Linked DNA regions of Sus scrofa: region 2 is linked to region 1. Evidence: chromatin contacts called from public HiChIP or PLAC-seq data. All regions are on one chromosome and are shown on one strand. Each heading gives the region's core, a stretch centred on a gene start, on an enhancer-like site or on the middle of the called end of the contact. The rest is flanking DNA. Distances are from core to core; before and after follow the strand shown. Region 1 holds the start of NDUFB3 (NADH dehydrogenase [ubiquinone] 1 beta subcomplex subunit 3). Region 2 holds the start of CFLAR (CASP8 and FADD like apoptosis regulator).

Evidence for each region. HiChIP or PLAC-seq counts read pairs in DNA pulled down with a chosen protein or histone mark.
Region 2: a contact with region 1 is called in an H3K27ac HiChIP or PLAC-seq map of alveolar macrophages. The contact joins the promoter of CFLAR here to the promoter of NDUFB3 in region 1. A contact is called at or near these places in 1 of 5 promoter capture datasets (liver), 7 of 47 Hi-C or Micro-C datasets (alveolar macrophages, embryonic fibroblasts, epiblast stem cells and 3 more) and 2 of 2 datasets of contacts at active chromatin or transcription factors (alveolar macrophages and skeletal muscle).

What each region holds. Positions count from the first base shown.
Region 1 is chr15:104,745,719-104,749,512 of Sscrofa11.1, forward strand. It overlaps NDUFB3 (NADH dehydrogenase [ubiquinone] 1 beta subcomplex subunit 3), which reads left to right and starts at 2,117. Exons shown (of 4, transcript XM_021075852.1): 1 at 2,117-2,274. It overlaps FAM126B (a long non-coding RNA gene), which reads right to left and starts at 1,970. Exons shown (of 12, transcript XR_002339352.1): 1 at 1,820-1,970; 2 at 998-1,035.
Region 2 is chr15:104,798,201-104,801,994 of Sscrofa11.1, forward strand. It overlaps CFLAR (CASP8 and FADD like apoptosis regulator), which reads left to right and starts at 1,611. Exons shown (of 9, transcript NM_001001628.1): 1 at 1,611-2,013. The coding sequence starts at 1,718.

The DNA of each region.
Region 1 (3,794 bases), core at 867-3,366:
ACCTACTGGCCATTCAAAATCAACCATTAGTTCTCTAAGACAGCTCTAGTAGGCTGGTTACATAATCAGAAGAAACACATACACACATAGAGACACACATACCACCCAGCATAAAAGCAGAGATTTATTCACATATACTCACACTAAAGACCTATACCTAAAATGGAAACAGAACTGTTCTGTGACTGAGAGTATTGTTCTTGCCAAAAGATAAAAAGACAAAGAATGAAACACCAAGCGTCAAAATTATTATCCGAAACACTGATAAATATCTCAGCACTCTAAACATTTAAAAACAAACTCTAATGATACACCTCTTTATTAAATGACATTCATAAAGGCATTTTTAGATTTAGTTTCTGGGTTATATTAATATAATTTATTAGTAAGAGAAAAAAATCACATCTTAGAAAGTTTTTCTGACATGCAGTATTAAAGTAAGCTCAGGAAAATGATACACTTGCTAATACTACATTAGTCTTTATCTTCCAAGCTAAAAGCAACTTTTCAATCAGCTTACATTTTAGACATTTATAATGCTTCCTTTAAAACAGTGAGCTATAAAATCAAGTTTTTCATAGTCTGTCATTTCATAATACACACTGAATGGAATTCCTATTTTAATTCTACATTTCATTGTGCAAAAAATGAATTAAAAAAACTAAAAAAAAAAAACCCACGATGATGTACAAGTAATTATGTCTATAAATGCATTTTACCTCTACTGGAGAGATACAAAGAACATACTTTTTAAACCCAAGAAATAAATAATTCATAAATAGCTTCTCAACTTACAGAGCAAATTACTTAAAAAGGTGATTCCCCCGGCAAAAAAAAAAAAAAAAAAAAAAAAAAAAAAAAAAAAACAGAAACAAAAAACCAAACGAATTCAGACCACCACCTTATTTTCACAGTCTCTAACTTTCATAATATTTAGGGGGTAAAAAAAAAAAAATCTACCAACTAATTATCTAGTCATTTTCCAACTTGCACTTACCTCGTAGTATATATAAGTTCTTGAGGCTCTCCACTTTCCTGAAGATTAAAAAAAAATTTTTTTTAAATTAGCCTTGACCCTCAAAACAAATTCACGAACTATAAAACGTGAACCTGGCCACGCTCATCTCAAACAAACATTATCTCTCAGCCCAAGTCCATATTTGGGATGAGCTCTTCGTGACTACTCTATCCTTCATGCTTCCTCGCCCACAGAGCCTGCCAGGGTAGAAAACAGTCAAAGCAGTGAAAAAAACTATTCTGACATATCAATAGGTTGCAAGATCTCTTCTTCCAGGAGGGCAACCTACTTGTTTGGGTAAATAACAGCCATGGATTACATAATGCACAGCTATGAAGAGTTTCAAGGATCTGACCGCCAGTAAATATTTCTTCTCCGCTCCCTCCGTCCCCACCCGGAGAAATGGCCCTACGAAGCAAGCCCTAGGATTTCTCTCAGGTGCCTGCAATGCCGCGTCCTCTTCTCTCTTGGAGCTTCATGCAAGGAGTCCTCCAGCCCTCATTAAACCGTCTTGCTCCCGCCTCTTTCCGGTCTCCGCCGGCGCCTCCGCAGCCCCCCACGCCCGAGGCCCCCACGTCGCCACTGGGCTCAGCCTCCACCCGCCTCGGCTGCTTTCTCTTCCTCACGACCCTCCCAAGCTGCTACCTGGTCTCTGAAAGGTTCCGGAACCACAAACACTCCAGCTACCGCCCTTTCCGAACCACCCACGTTAGATCCTCTCTATACTCCCTGCAGCCAGAGAAAAAGAAAATCCCTCTTTTCTGGTACTCCGTGTCCCCTAAAGACAGCGCCGCCGCCTACCTGTCACCCCGCTGCCTCCGGCTTCTTACCGCCACCGCCTCCCGCAGCAGCCTGCCAACTGCAGCGCAACAACCGGCCCTCCCATTGGGTGGGTCCACGCTCCAACAACAGCTCCGTTGATTGGAGAAAAATGGCCGCGGCCCTCCCTTTGTGCAGCGTCTAAAGATTCCGGTCTCCCAACAAAGACTCGTTGCTCTTCCCCGCCCTTGGGTCCTTCACTGTTTCTCTTACATCAGTCAGACTCCAGATGCACAGATATGCGGGGAAATTTCCCACTTCCAGCCATCTTCATGTCATCTCCACCTGGACCAGGAATCTGTGCCCCCAGGACCAGGGTATTAAAATTCTCCTCTGCTTTCCTGCCGTGAGGTACTCAAGGTGACAACTTCCGTTTCCGGTTGCCTCCGGCTGGAGGGTTGAATGTTGAGTGTCCTGAGAGGTCAGATTGCTGTCAGGTAAATTGGGGATTTGGTGGGAGATCTGTTGATCGAGAATAAGAATGAGACTCTATCCTGGGAACTGTCAAAAAGGAGAGACTAAATGAGGAAAGATGATGAGAATATGTAACTCAAAATTGAAGGAGATCGAAGAACTAGCAGCGGAGAACTATGAAGTCTTTGAGTTGTGAGAGGTGATTGTAGAAGGATGTAGTGAGAATCCTTGTGGTTGCTAGGTACAGATGCTATTTTTCCACTTCTGCCACTTGCAGCACCCCCTTGCCCCATGTTTTTTGGTTTACCAGCTCTCAAATTGAATATTTGTAAAATAGGAATAACTGTAATACCTGCCTTACCGTCATGCATAGTATAGGTTTGATTTAAGATTTTTCTGGTATGAATGTTTATGACATAATGTTAAAGTGAAAAAAAAGGGTACAAAACCACATCAATTTTTGCAGTGATTACTGTTTTTATTTATTTATTTATTTAGTCTTTTGAGGGCCGCACCCGTGGCATATGGAGGTTCCCAGGCTAGGGGTCTAATCGGAGCTGTTGCTGCCAGCCTAGGCCAGAGCCACCGCAATGCCAGATCCGAGCCTCGTCTGCGACGTACACCACAGCTCATGGCAACACGAGATCCTTAACCCTGCTGAGCGAGGCCAGGGATTGAGCCTGCGACCTCATGGTTCCTAGTCGGATTGTTTCCACTGAGCCAAGACGGGAACTACAGTGATTACTATTTTTAAATTGCATATATGCAGATAAAGGGGCTGGAAGAGACATCACATGTGAAAATAGATAATTTGTCTTTTGTGTTCTAATGTTACTACCGTATTCGCAGTTTTGGTTTTTTTTGTTTATTTGTTTGCTTTTTCTGTCTTTTTGCCATTTCTAGGGCCGCTCCCGCGGCATATGGAGGTTCCCAGGCTAGGGGTCGAATCGGAGCTGTAGCCTCCGGCCTACGCCAGAGCCACAGCAACGCAGGATCCGAGCCGCATCTGCAACCTACACCACAGCTCACGGCAACGCCAGATCGTTAACCCACTGAGCAAGGGCAGGGACCGAACCCGCAACCTCATGGTTCCTAGTCGGATTCGTTAACCACTGCGCCACTACGGGAACTCCCCGTATTCGCAGTTTTTAAAGTGAGGGGAAGTTAGGATATATACTTCAAAGTCTTTAGCAAACTGCGAAAATACTTATAGTGTAAGTGGAATTACTCTTTTTGTTTCCTTTCTAGGCAAAGTATGCCAGCCTTATTTAGTGAAAGTTGATCTCCACCAAACTTTTAGATAGAATGAGGTGAAAAAAAATCGTGATTACATGTTCTTTTCCTGTTGAACTAATTTCCTTGCTATTCTTATTTGAACAGCTCTGAAACTGAAATAATCGCCTCTTCTTAAGTCCTTGGCACAATTTAAGTCACTTTATCTAATTTTAGTTTTTATTGTGAAGTATGCATAACAGAAGGGTGTATAAAACATGAGTACATTTTTAAGAATTATAATTAAACAAACACTTGGTCACTACCCCTC
Region 2 (3,794 bases), core at 361-2,860, 52 kb after region 1:
CACTGGTTCAGTCCCTGGCCCAGGAACTTCCGCATGCCGTGGGTGTGGCCAAGTAGTAGAATAAAAATGAAAATTTAAATAAATGTAATTTTGTTAATTTCAGACACTAAAGTACTCAGTAATATTTTCATTGATGAGGAATTCTGGAACTCTAGGGAAATTGTAGTTCCTCTAAGAATCTGTTTCATTTTTCTTGTTTTTGGCAGCAAGAGCTATTTAACGTCCCATATTTCCCTTTTCGCTTTGACTGCCAGGAAGCTTGAGGCAAATTGAAGGTCTACTAGAATCTGTTTAAGTCTTTCTGGCCTGCATATTTGCATTATTAATCTACCTCATTTTGACTTTCTAACCTAATTTCCCCCCTTGTTCTCATATAAATTTTTTATTCTCCTGATGCGTTTTACTGTAAGATGCCTCATCTTTTGTGAATTGAGACTGTGTACAAAAATAAATAGATTTCAGTGTTCCTTTCACCAAATCTAGCTAGATACATATATAAATATACTTGTACACAAATATGTAGCAGCAGTTAGCAGAAAGTTGCTAACTTACAGCTGGGTTCTGTTTCCAATTATTTTTTTGTTCAGATTAGCTTTTAACCTGAAAGCTTCTGTGGTAGAAACAGACAAGGTACTCTCCCAGAACATAAGAGATTATTTACCATAAAATGTAGCTATGAAACTTTAGACAGGGACCACCATTTACAACCAATTTTGAAAGAAAATAGATTGTGTTCCAATGGAAGAGGTTGAGAAGTTCACCCCATGACATGAATTCCCTACTGCTCCCACCCAGTTCCCAGATCTTTCTCCAGCTCTTCGGCTTCACCTCCTTCCTTCCATTTACACTGTTAGGAACTCTAGTGATAATTGTTGTCCGGCAGTGTAACGTAAGTGGGGGCTTCTGACCCTTCCAAGGGTCAGAAGAGGTGATCCAAACTTAACAAGACCCATTTAGCTGTGGTGGCAGGTCCTAGGAGCATTCATGATGATGCTGTGGAAAGGGCTGGGGACTTTGGGAGGATGGCAGCAGGTGTGAATGTGGGGTTTCAAAGTCGAACAACTGGAAAAATGGGGTGGGGTAGGTACAGAAACCTCTTTTCTCCCACCATTTTTTGAAGCCCTGCTGGGGTCCCTTTGCTAAGATTCGTATTTGTTTAAGCCTACTTGGGGGTCAGGGAAGGGAAGTTATCTGTGATCTCAGCTTCTCTCATCCAGTTAGCTGCTTAGTCATTGGGCTTTTTCTCTGCCCTCCACCAAGGTCATCCATTTGCCACTTAGTCATTAAGTCCCTAGCTGTGATTTCCCCCTTACCATAGTTTGTGTTCAATAAATTCTGTTAAAGTACGTGGGATTTTTGGGGAGGTGATTTGTCGCTAGTTTCATTTCCTTTAAAAATAGTGTTATCTTCTTCGTCCCTTCTGGTTTGGGGGTCAGTTGCTTTGTCTACTGAGAGGATCGCTTTCTATAGATTTAACAGTATGAAATTTAACCTGCTAGATTAGGGAGACCAACAAGAAAAGGAAAGGCCTATACCTGGAATTTTAGTGACTTTGATAGGAGGATTTTTTTTTAAAAAAAAAAATTCCCTTTTAACCACAGAACTCCTCCATTGGAAAGGATTCTGAAAGAAATGAAGAAAACCATCAGAAATGAAGTCAGTACCCTCGTGGGCTTCTGTTGACTGGACTAGATTTCTCTTACTGCCGTTCCTTGGAATGACACTGTACAGAATGTCGGCTGAGGTCATCCATCAGGTGGAAGAAGCACTTGATGAAGATGAGAAGGAGATACTTCTTTTTTTGTGCCGAGACATTGCTGCAGATGTGGTTCCACTTAATGTCAGGGACCTTCTGGATATTTTAAGAGAGAGGGGAAAGCTGTCTCTTGTGAGCCTGGCTGAGCTGCTCTACAGAGTCAGGCGGTTTGACTTGCTCAAGAGGATCTTGAAGATGGACAGACGGACAGTGGAGGCCCAGCTGCTCAGGCACCCTCATCTTATTTCAGACTATAGGTAATTCCTCAGCCCTTCCCGAGACTGGACTGGTGGGAGGGAGGGAGGAGGTCTGGACTTGAGCATCATAGAAATGAGGACAGTGGGGAACAGCAGCCGCATTCCTTTCTCAACCCACTGCTCCTACTGCCGTGTTGCTGCTGCTTCATTCCTCTGAACTCCTTGAACTTTTGGGACGTGTTTGCTTAAAGTACTTGGGTAGAATCAACTGAATGAAAGGAGAAGGGCTGGATGGATGGGTTTGCCCGAAGAGTGGGGTGAGAGAAAGGAATGACTAAGAGCTAGTTCTCTTAAAATGGCTTCTGATTGCGAGATCTGCTGTGTTCTTTGCTAGCTTGATTTTCTGTGATGTCAGCGCCTGGCAATTTCCCCACCGAGAAAGGAAATAACAAGTCTGACAGTAATCTTCCTGACCTTTGTAAAGCTTTGTTAACCCTCCTGAGTCCCCATGGGTCAGTCTTTCCCCTGCTGAGGAAGTTAGTGGGGTTGGCTCACTTTCTGTGCGTTTCTGTAAGGTTCCTGTTCATGCAGGTGCTGGGGACCCCAGATTGAACATACCCTCAATCAGCCACCTCTAGGTTCCCTTCAGTCCAGAGAGGAACGGCTGCTGGAGTCCCCTTGAGCTGTTCCTTCCTTCTGTTCACACAGCAGGCTCTTGGTGGTTCAGAGGAGCACAGAAGCCACTGTGGGAAAGAAAGAGAATTTGTAACCTTAAATTAGTGATTCCTTTCTCACCAGCCTTTAGTTATATCAATCATGTGTATGTTGAATTACCGCTGTGGTGAAACAGGATCGGTGACAACTCTGCAGTGCCAGGATGCAGGTTCGATCCCCAGCCCGGCACAGTATGTTAAGGGGTCCAGCATTGCCACAGCTGTGGCTCAAATCTGATCCCTGACCCTGGAACTCTGTATGCTGCGGGGTGGCCAAAAAATTAAAAAAATTTTTTTTAAAAATATGTATTTGGAGATGACATGCATGATTAAAAACTATATGAAAGCGAGTTGAAAGCACTGTGGGCCTTGGGACGTGTCTGAGGCTTGAGGTCCAAAGGCCTGTTTGAAGCCTCAGAACCATCTGTTACAAGGCATTGAGGCTGAGCCAGCCACTGCCATCGGTTGGGCCTTCATTTTCCTACTCCTAAAGCAAAGAATAATAATAGCTGATTTCACAAGTATGGCTGTGAGGCTCAACTGTGATAATTTAGCATGTGAAGTACTTTTTAAAAGCAGGAAGCATGCTACAGATGCAAGGGTTTATTGTTGTTGTTGCTGTTTCTCTTGATCCACTTCCACTTCTCCTGGCATCATATGATGTCAGTAATCTGCTGAAAAATTTTTGGAAGCTGCTGACTGGGTTTTTGTGAATAAACTCTTTTCTGTTTCTTGCTCTGGTGAATGGAGGCGGTTCCTCAGGGCTTTTGAGCAGAGTGGCGGGGCGGGGGGTGCTAGATTCACCTATTCATCTGATGAGTGGGCTGTTTTGTGGGTTGACATAGGCCACAGGTAAGAGTAAAATGAACAAAGAATCTTCATCCTCAAGAATCTGAGAGTCTGGGGAGTTCCCATCGTGGCACAGTGGAAACAAATCTGACTAGGAACCATGCAGTTGCAGGTTCGATCCCTGGCCTTGCTCAGTGGGTTAAGGATCTGGCGTTGCCATGAGCTGTAGTGTGGGTTGCAGATGCAGCTCGGATCTGGTGTTGCTCTGGCTGTGGCATAGGCCAGTAGCTGTAGCTCTGATTGGACTCCTAGCCTGGAAACCTCCACATGCCATGAGTG